2 separate regions of the Sus scrofa genome follow, and region 1 is linked to region 2. The links are chromatin contacts, called in public Hi-C maps. All regions are on one chromosome and are shown on one strand. The core of a region is the stretch at or near the end of the contact, and the rest is flanking DNA. Distances in the headings are between cores, read along the strand shown. Region 1 has its middle 550 kb from the start of KCNJ2. Region 2 has its middle 620 kb from the start of KCNJ2.

Evidence for each region. Hi-C and Micro-C count contacts between places; a contact is called where the count stands out from the background.
Region 1: a contact with region 2 is called in a Hi-C map of liver, with 2.6 times the contacts expected there. The contact joins two enhancer-like sites. A contact is called at or near these places in 3 of 47 Hi-C or Micro-C datasets (liver and skeletal muscle).

The regions. Positions count from the first base shown.
Region 1 is chr12:9,804,891-9,810,224 of Sscrofa11.1, forward strand. No RefSeq gene overlaps it. Among named protein-coding and RNA genes, the nearest start is that of KCNJ2, 550 kb to the right of the region's middle. Within about 2 kb of position 1,936, at least 4 of the 83 cell types and tissues checked have an H3K27ac peak or open chromatin away from gene starts, as enhancers often do. A contact at or near this core is called in liver, where this site is marked.
Region 2 is chr12:9,729,415-9,734,462 of Sscrofa11.1, forward strand. No RefSeq gene overlaps it. Among named protein-coding and RNA genes, the nearest start is that of KCNJ2, 620 kb to the right of the region's middle. Within about 2 kb of position 3,462, at least 1 of the 83 cell types and tissues checked has an H3K27ac peak or open chromatin away from gene starts, as enhancers often do. A contact at or near this core is called in liver, where this site is marked.

The DNA of each region.
Region 1 (5,334 bases), core at 686-3,185, 74 kb after region 2:
ATGAATGAGTGCTGTTTTAAGACATGCTTGTGTTGCTTTGGTATAGCAGCAATAGAAAACTCATTCACTTTGGAAGGCAGACTTTGCTTCTGAATTCCTTGGCCATTCCAGCACAGAACCGAGTTAGACATTCAGAAAGACCTGTCTGATTTCCTTTTCTTTAACTCTCCAAGGATGACTTCAGCTATTTCCCAAAATGTAAGCATTTACCTGCTCCATCATTTAAAACAACAACAACAAAAAAAACCCCTTAAAACATCAATTTGGCTAACAAAGAAGCCATGAATACCTCCTCCTTTTGCAAACCAGAGCAAGAGAGGTGCTCAACGCACAGCAGGAATGTGAACAAGAAAGTCCCCCGAGGCAACATCCCTCTCAGCCAGGGATTCCCCAAGTTTGAGTCTGCTGTGTGCCAAGCAGTTTCAAACGCCTACCAAAAGAGCAGGTGAAAATGTGGTTATAATCTATGTGATGACAGTTTCTCATACTTTATGAAGAGAACAGAGCCACTTATGCACATCTGCTCTACCCTGGATGGTGTTTGCTCTGTATGAGAACCTGGCACCGTTTCTAAATGCACCACAATATGTGTAAAGATCCTTCTTGCTTTTCTCTTCAATAACATAGCTATAATCACAAAAAGAATACACATTTAATGAAGAGATCTTGGAAAAAACTAAAAAGCATGGGGCAAAAATAAACAGCCCATAATACTGTCAAAATGTTGTACTTTTTCTCTATTCTTTCTTTCTCTTTATGCAGGAGCTTAAATAGACAACACCTAAAAAATGAAGTTGTCATTTCTGCTGTGGTACCACATTCTGTTACTTATTCTTCTGAGTTCCGTGGTTATCATTTAGTCACTAAATATCATCTACTGGGTCTCTGGTTCTGATTCTGGCATGGAACCTTGTTAAAACACACATTACTGGACTCTAAACCTAGGGTTCAGTAAGTCTAAGCAAGGGACCCTCGAATTTGCATACTGACAAATTCCCAAGTGGTGTGGATATTGTTGATTCAGTGACCATATTTTGAAAATCATGAATGTATATAGAAGAATATTAGCTGACATCGGAATGTATTTTATATTCATGTTATCTTTTTCACTTCCCATTATTATTTCCTTACTTATTTTAAAATTATGTCTACTCGGCACATTTGGAGGGTTGCAGGACTATACGCGGTCTTTAGTTAGCAGGGGAAGAAGGGCTCCTGTTCAGAAAATCTAAGAACAAAATATTTTTGCCTCAACTCTATGAATATTTCTGGTAATCATGACATTGAAATCATTGAGATAATTTGGGTCAAAATGTCAACAAACTTTGCATGGGGCAACGGAAATTCTATGTGTGATGGTATCTTTCAAAAAATCCTTTTTGGAGTTCCCGTCGTGGCTCAGTGGTTAACGAATACAACTAGGAACCATGAGGTTGCAGGTTCGGTCCCTGCCCTTGCTCAGTGGGTTAACGATCCGGCATTGCCGTGGGCTGTGGTGTAGGTTGCAGACGCGGCTCGGATCCCGCGTTGCTGTGGCTCTGGCGTAGGCCGGTGGCTACAGCTCCGATTGGACCCCTAGCCTGGGAACTTCCATATGCCGCGGGAGCGGCCCAAGAAATAGCAAAAAGACAAAAAAAAAAAAAAACCCTTTTAACTAAAATTTTTTTATAGTACATGTTTTCCAGGTAGTTCTTAAAACAGTTTTTGTTGTTTTGTTTTGTTTTTTTAATTGAACCTTTTAAAAAAAAAAAAAATGGACTAACTGAAAGGGCTGGCTGGCAGCCTTGGAATGTAGGAAATCCAAGCTGTTCTGGTTGCACAATCCAAATGTAAACAGCCTTTCTTGTCATTTGTTGGCATACTGTTTGGGACACCGGGTTATTTCACTTTATTGAAATTTCTCTCATGAAAAATGCATGGAACAGCCTTCAGTTCTGCCAAACCCTCGTGTATTTACCTCACTGGGTGCAGTAAAGATTTGTGTGTAAACATATGGACAACCCTGGTACTGCCCGAATCAAGCATAGAACGAGCATTATTCTAACAGCCCATAGGAAAAAAGTGTCGCATAGATAAACTGTGCACTGGCATCCACTTTCGTCCTAAACCCTTTCCAGAACATTCCTGCTGACCTGTGCTCCTGTGACAAGAAACTCTTCTGTGGGTTGAAATCCTGGACTGGAGAAAGGGAGATTTTTTATGGTCATAGGTACAGGGACCTCTTCCCCAAACCCCAAATTGAGAACAAGGTATTCATAAGCTAATCTATCGACTGTGAATTTATCAATAGGATGTGCCTTAGGACATCATAAATAGTAAATCCAGTTTGGTTAGCTACTTAGAATAATCACCTTTACTGAATAAAATAATTATGTGAAATGAAAACTAAATCATGAGAGCCATAGCATAGCAGATACCATGATGGCAGGTAGAACTTCTAAAATTTTGCAGCCAGAACCAGTTGGTTAAAGTAGTAAAAATGTACAGCTGTGGTTCTAGGGCCTCAGCACAGAGGGGATACGGCGAGCCAACCAAAATGCCGCCAAGTATGTAAATACATATGTCAAGTTTTAATTAATATAGATGCCCAGCTTCTAAACTGTGCGATTTGAGGCCCCATCCTCTCTCACCTATCTTCAGTTCACTTTGACAAGCCCCACATAGGTCTATTCTGTGGCTTCTCGTGATGCACATTAGGAAGTCTTATCCCACACGTGTTGAGAGTGCCACCAGATCTGGATTCAGAAAGACCCTGGTCCAGACTGGCGTGAGGCGACAGTATTCTGTCCGGCCTCCCGGGCTGCTGCATGGTTTTCGTCTGTGCCAGCTCCCAGAGCTCTGCCTCACTGCCCAGAGCCAGCAGCCGTGTCTCCTGGCTGAAGGTCTGTCCACACACTATGTCAGTGCTTTTAAGACAGTGTCCCTGGAGGAGCAGCTTTGCTTGGAAACTTGTTAAAAATAATAAAAATTCTTGAGACCCACACCTATGAAATGAGAAACTCTGTTTTACCGAGGCCTCTGGGTGTTTCTGATGCTCCTGACCTTTCAGAGTCAGTGGGCTATAGACACCGACTTTGTGGACAAGGAGAGTCTCCATTGCTTAGGATTTCACAGCAATGGAGACTCCTGACAACTCTTGGTATGTGTGTCATCCTGAGAGGGTTTTTTGTTTGTTTGTTTTTTTCTTGTTTTGGGGGGTTTTTTTTTGGCTAATCCCACAGCATGCAGAAGTTCCCAGGCCAGGGATCAAACCCATGTCTCAGCAGTGACAGCACCAGATCCTTAACTGCTAGGCCACCAGGGAACTCTGATTTTTAAATTTTCATCTGTTTATTTTTTGTCTCTTTGTGGGACTGACTCTTTCTTAGCCATCCTTCCTTCTTCATCTCACTTCCCTAATTCCCCACTGGTGTTTCCCAGGGAAAACTCTTTTAAAAACGTGCATTCTACTATAATGTTCTATATCAATCAAACCGCCAAACACAAACAAAACAGTTTTATATTAATCCTCTGCTTCTGGAGAAATCAGCTAAAGACATATTATAAGCTACTATCTCTCTCAAATTAACAATTCTTTTGTTCCCTCAGTGTCCTTTTATGAGAAATACAGGTAATAAATACCTACTGCTCATGGTTGCACGTATATTAGTTAAGATGAGGCAGTCACGGAGTTCCCTGGTGGCATACTGGTTAAGGACTTGGCATTGTCACTGCTGTGGTTTAGGTTCGATCCCTGGCCCAGAAATTTCTGTATGCCTAGGGTGGCCTCTCCCCCCCAAAAAAGATAAGACAGGAGTTCCCACCGTGGTACAACAGTATCAATGGCATCTCTGCAGCACCAGGACACAGGTTCGATTCTGCACAGCACAGTAGGTTAAAGCATCTAGTGTTGCCGCAGCTGTGGCATAGAATCTGATCCCTGGCCAAGGAACTCCATATGCCTTGGGGTGGCGAAAAAATTAAAATTAATAAAAAGAAAGAAAGAAAGATAAGGCATCCACCTGGGGGGGCATGGTTAGCACTCACTGAGATATCCTTCTCACCGCCCCCCCGTTTCTTCTCTCATATACTCTGCTTTCCCTTTGCTGGTGTTATTGTTATTCATTCAATTATAATCATCATCACATCATCACCCACATAACATTTATAAACAGTACTTTAGAATGAAGATCCATAAATATAATGTAAGTTGGAAATCATTTCATGATAACAATAAAGGTATAGGAATAAAGCCCACTTGGATACAGAAGTGAAACTGCTAGCATGCTGCTGAGCAAGTAAGACAACAAGTGCATCTGATATCCAGAAAGAAGCCTGGGCTCATCCGGAGAGCATGCTGCTCTGGACCATCCCCCACATCCCCCAGCTCACAGAATACCCGACTTGGGCAAGGTCACCCTGAGACTGTGATGAAAGAGACAAAACAAGGCCACGTCACGCTAGATCATTTGGTCTAAGCACAGAATAAAAAAAAGTCCTGCTAGTGCCACCCACCAAATACGAATGCCACTCTCTCTTGGCTAAAAAGGGGGATGGATATTTGACCACCTAGAGCTTTATCCTCATCTAGTGTCCCCTCGGTCGGTATAGGCAAGATTTATTAAGATAATCATAGAATGGTCCTGCTTGATCCAACGTAGAGCCACCTCTGGCTTTCTTACCCTTCATTAAATCACCCAACTAAAGCCCAATTCTTAGAACAGGTTCTTTCTAACAGCGTCTAACTGAAACACCCCCCGGGTTGTTCATGGTACATGGCCTTCTCTTCTGCGACGAACAATAAGCCCGAATTGTTTAACTACAGCTGTGTTTTTGGTGGTGTTTGTCTGAAGGGTATTGGCACCGCTACAAAGAATATAAAGGAAGCAATGTTTTCATCCAGAAACCTGGTCATGGAGGAGATGTCATAAAAAGACACAGGGGAATCGGTAGAGCTTTCAGTTGGAGTTTTGTTGTGGCTGTTGTTTATTTGCTTGTGGTGACCCTCGTCTTATTTATTGTCCAGGCTCTTCCTCCCAGTGTGTTGGAAGACTTTACAATCAGCATTGTTCTTGTTACAATAACAAAATTTTCAATAACACACAGGGCCCTTCATATTATACACGTGATGCTATTCAGACAACACCTCCTTCTCCTCTCTGGTGAAAAAATGAAAAAATGAGAAAGTATAAAGCAGGGCAATGATTCCCAGGAAGGGATAATCTGTGTGGCATGACAAAAATATGTGGATGACAGATAATTAATAATATGACAAACCCATATGCTTGTTTCAAAATGAATGAGGCAGATAAGTCCTATAGGGGGTCAGAAAAGGAAAAATGGATTAGGAAAGGT
Region 2 (5,048 bases), core at 2,212-4,711:
CAAAATAAAGTGATGGGAAAATGCAAAATAAAAATAATAAGTGACATTTATTGCATGCGTATGTGCCAAACACTCTGCAGGCAATATTTCATTTAAACAGAGAGGGGGCAGAGAACAAACACTATAGAGTTAGAAGGCCTGGAGTCAAATCCTAGCTCTAGCTCTTGCTAGCTGAGGAGCCTGAGCAAGTTACTCTGCTCATATTTGTCTGTTTCCTCATCCGTGCAAGGGGAATAGTAATACTTAAATATCTCCCTCTTTAGGAGTTAACATTTGTCAGTCTCTTGAAACAGTGTCTGTACCACCCTCCACCAGTGTAAACTATGAATCTTATTATAATGCAATGAACTAAGGTGGGGTCTTTTGTTGTTGTCCTGTTTTGTTTTGGCTGTGCCCATGGCACGTTCAAGTTCCCATACTAGGGATTGAACCCACCCCACAGCAGTGACCCAGCTGCTGCCGGGACAACACTGGATCCTTAACCTGCTGCCCCAGAAGAGAACTCCTGAAACAAGTAATCTTAACAATCATCATATTTCACATGAAGAGCTGCATCTCAGTGAGACCAAGTCACATGTGAACTAGTATGCAGAACTGGAATTAAAAGCCCTCGCCTGTTGGGTTTCAAAGCCTAAGTACTCCACTCCAGTACCACATAGAACTTTCTGGACAAACCACAATGGAGATGTCACCAATCTGGGAAGATCACAGCGATTTCTTTATATGTGTGGGTGAAGTGTATAACGCAGGCACCAATCCCTGAGGCTTTACACGTGCAGATTCAGATGCGACTTCTACAGATTTCCCTCAACCTTCTACCTGCTGCATAAAAACAGGACTGCTGCTATTTTCTTATGATGTGAGGGTTAGAAATGGCATCAGCTTTGCAAAGGAACTAATGTCGAAGTTCCTTAAGAGTGGAAAAAAAAGTGCATCCTGTGGACAGACACCCTGGAGAAGGTGGAGACTGTGCCTTCACCAGGGATCTCTGCGCCACTAGAGATTCCATCACGCAGGAGTCAATTGGCCACAAGTGACAGAAGACCCGACTCATAACGGACGAAATATAAAGCACACACGATCTTGTCTTATTCTCGAGAATTCTTGAGAGAGGATGTTTTCAGGGTTTCGTAGTGTAGTAACCCAGGGATATTCATTCAGTAACTCAAGGATTTCCACGCTTTTCCTTTACCGCTCTTGGCACTTTTCGTTTTAGTCCCAGTCTTGTCTTTATACAGTAGTACGATGGTTGGGACGTCAGCCTGATTTGTGGCAGGGCCCTTGACCTCCCTGACTGCCCGCTTAGCCACGTGACTCCTTTCTGACCACTGATGGAAGAAAGTGACAGAGGCAACTTTCAGAAGGAACTGTTCTTGCCATTTTCCTCCGTCCTTCATACCCTCATTGAGGAGAGTAGAATAGCAATCTGTGAGCAGCTCAGGTTCAGGATGGAAGGATATAGGCTATCAGCCCTAAATTGCTAACTGTCACCTAAATGAAAGTGACAATTTCATCTCATTTAAGTAACCACTACTTTGGTTCTCTGCTACTTGCATCTCAGGCGATCTAACGGTAGGGTAGGGTCCTGGGTAGTTTCCCCAATAACCCACATTCAACACGGCAGCTGTAATGATGGCTCAAGTATAAATCGGTCAGTTTTACTGTCCATGGCTGCTGTCGCTTTCATTGCACTGATATATGATGCTTACTTTCTATCATGCCCTACTTCTCTTCTCTGCATTTACCATATGTCAGCAATCTGATTGCTGTCCTGTTTCCCTGGAGGAAAAAACAAGCTACAATAAAAATGTATCCACACTTTAGGGCCTTATGTGTCCTATTCTTTTTCTCTGTCCTCTCTTCCCAAAGGCCTTCTATAGTCACCTTCTTTTAGGGACTTCAGCTACCCTATCCTACATGAGGTCTTTCCTGGCCATCCTTTCGTAACACTGCTTTGTTAGCTCAAGGCTCTTAACAGTATCTGAAATTTTTCTTTTCTAGATATTTGGCTACTTATTTATTATATGCATTTCACTATAGAATGTAAGCTCCAGGAGTTCCGTTGTGGCTCAGCAGTAACGAAACCGACTCGTGTCCATGAGGATGCAGGTTGGATCCCGGCCTTGCTCAGTGGGTTAAGGATCCGGCATGGCTGTGACCTGCTGTGTAGGTTGCAGACACAGCTCGGATCTGGCATTGCTGGGGCTGGGGCGTAGGCCGGCAACTACAGCTCTAATTTGATCTCCAAGCCTGGAACTTCCCTATGCCACTGGTACAGCCCTAAAAAGAGAAAAAAAAAAAAAAAAAAAAAGTAAGCTCCAGAAAAGAAAAGACCTTATATTATATACTTGGTCATATGAGTCTTGTGAAAGCACAGCTTTATGTAGTTTGTATTTTCTCCAGCTTTTAGTGTAATTTTCTGGATCTATTTTCATGCCATTCCATAAGTATTCAGATTGCTTGAGGGTGCCTGTTGGCTGGAGTCTTATTCATAAATGATTTTTGTGTTCCCCCCTTGCATGTGATTAAGATTTCCAATAGACGATGCTTAAGTCACTGTAGTAATCAGAAACTAAGAGAATTTTAAAATAAAATCGTAAAGAAACTTAGAATGATTAGGAGAAAAGCAGCTAGTTGGGAGAATAAACATCCCAAAGGATGTCTAATTTGGTTGAAAATAACCAGGATCTACTGCGTGACGCTGGGAAAAGATTACTGAAGTTCTTGACTCCTGGCTTAATTTGCAGTCTGACCTAAGGGAGGCTGTTAAAGTTCCCATAAGTTGGATGGACACTTTCTAATAAATACCTTGAGAATCTTAAGATACAGCAGTTTTAAGCCAACACGGGAGAACTCTTCTGTATGTTTTCAGTTACCTTTCAAAATTAAAAACAGCTCTGTCTCCAGTGCACTTGTTTTGTTTGAGTGTGAAAACACTCCCAGCAAGTGCCTGCATGAAGGCAAGATAATAACTTGGGAAGTGAGAATTAAAAAAAAAAAAATCACTTTGTCTTTATCTGCATAATGGCAATCTATCAATTGGACTGATTTTTAAAAATCAATCTGGTTATTAACAGAACTTGAAAGTAACATTTCAAAAACGTTTCCTTTTCTTTATCCACTCATTTGACAACTGTTTTGTGTCCACATGCTGTGCGATGGGCAACGTGGAGTTTATAGCTTCAGTATTTGGATGATGAAAGGATAAAGGGATAGAACAAGAAAAGTAGTCCCTTGGAAATTTTGCATGCCTGCATTAAGTCACCCACGTCTATAGATGTTCCCTGCCAGCTTTCTAATGTTTCAAGCCTGTTTTCACTCGATTATTTTTCTCTAAGCAGACTGAACCTTAGAAATCAAATAATGACATACTTCCTAGAAGAAAAAAAAAAAAGTTTCCTCAAATTACTTCAGCGGACTTCCGCTGATGTTTTATTTTCAATAAACCTCGAGGCAAATAGCCACTTTCGAACTTTGCACTTTGCCCTCCGAGTTTCCCAACCTGGCGAAAGATCAATACCAGAGTCAAAAGTGTTAGCAAAAATGAAAATGATATGCACAAATTGTTATTTATACAAGTCTCTGATTTTGTTTACTGAGTTTAATATAAACTTTGTCTTTTGATTAAAAGCAAATGTGCAAGTTCTCTGCAGGGACCTGCTGTTCTAGATGATTATATCTTGGGGGGACGAAAAAGAACTGCAAAGGGCAAGAATTAACGGAGAAAGGCAGATCCCTAGCAGGAATTCCTTCAGTATTAAATAGCAGAAGATAATGACTAGGCTACGTGCGTACATGAACAGAAAAGGGAAAAGATCACTAAAAACAAGGTTTTACTTATTAAGGTCCTCAGAAATAAATCGCATTCAAAACAGTTGGTGTTGTGTAGTCCAATTAATAAAAATGATTGTCATTTTGAATTAGTTATTCTACTTCTTGAAATTTACCACATGAAATAATTTTTTAAAAAAGCACACACAGATAACACCTTTGGTGGTTGTAGCATTTTATTCCTTATTGAAATTGCAATGTTAAAAGTAAAAAAAAAAATTATAGTAAGAAAGTAAACAGTGCTCATATTTAAGTATTTTTAGAAGATAAATCCGCTTAAACTATTTTATAGGTTATTGAATTAACTGAGAAAGTTACCAATGAAATCAGGTATGTGAAAAGAGCAGGGTTATTCCTAAAACTCGATGTCAATGTGAGGGACCATGTGTAAAATTACAAATTACCTATAGATGAATATATACAAATTAATTGGCCTCTTTATCTGGTATTGCATCCATAGACAGTTTTCATTTTTCTTGCAATGTGGTTTTGTTTAAAATTTTTTTCTCAAAGAATAGACATTGCTTTTATAATAGGGCAGTAATGGTTAAAATGGGAGCTAAGCTGTTTACATTTATTTCTAGACACAAAAGGAAAATGTATTGAATTTATCAAGACTTTGTATATTTTATAGTAGACAATAGGCGCATATGGCAATGAATCCCACTCTCTTTTGTTTCCTTCTTCTTTTCAGGGTTGCCCCTATCAAGAGAGTAGACCTTACCTACTACATTAAAAATATCAGTAAATACCCATGATAGATTCGAGTTTGACTCTAAACAGTGCTAGGAATTTAGGAGTTTATAGTTCTTGTCCTCAAGGAGTTTCCTATCTTATGGGTAAAAGAGATTTACTATTTGAAGTGTTCTCAAAATAATCAATGGGGAATTAGTGAGGCCTTAATCAATTGCATTTTCAGTTTCCTGAGTTTATTCCTCTTCTCCTTCGAAGTTAAAACTTAAGAGAGGGGCAGGGTCTTATAGAATTAAATAACAAAAACAAATAAAGTAACACTACAATTAAGTTTATTACACTGTATTTATGAAGCTCAAATTAAGTTCTTTAAAATGCGGACATGAAATATGTGCACTTTCTATTTGACTTTAGATGTTAGGAAATGAAATTAAAACATCTGATTATGTCCTTTAGCACATGTTTAGAAATGTCATTGAAAATAAAATACTGTAGATACTTACAATGCAGCACAACAATGGGAG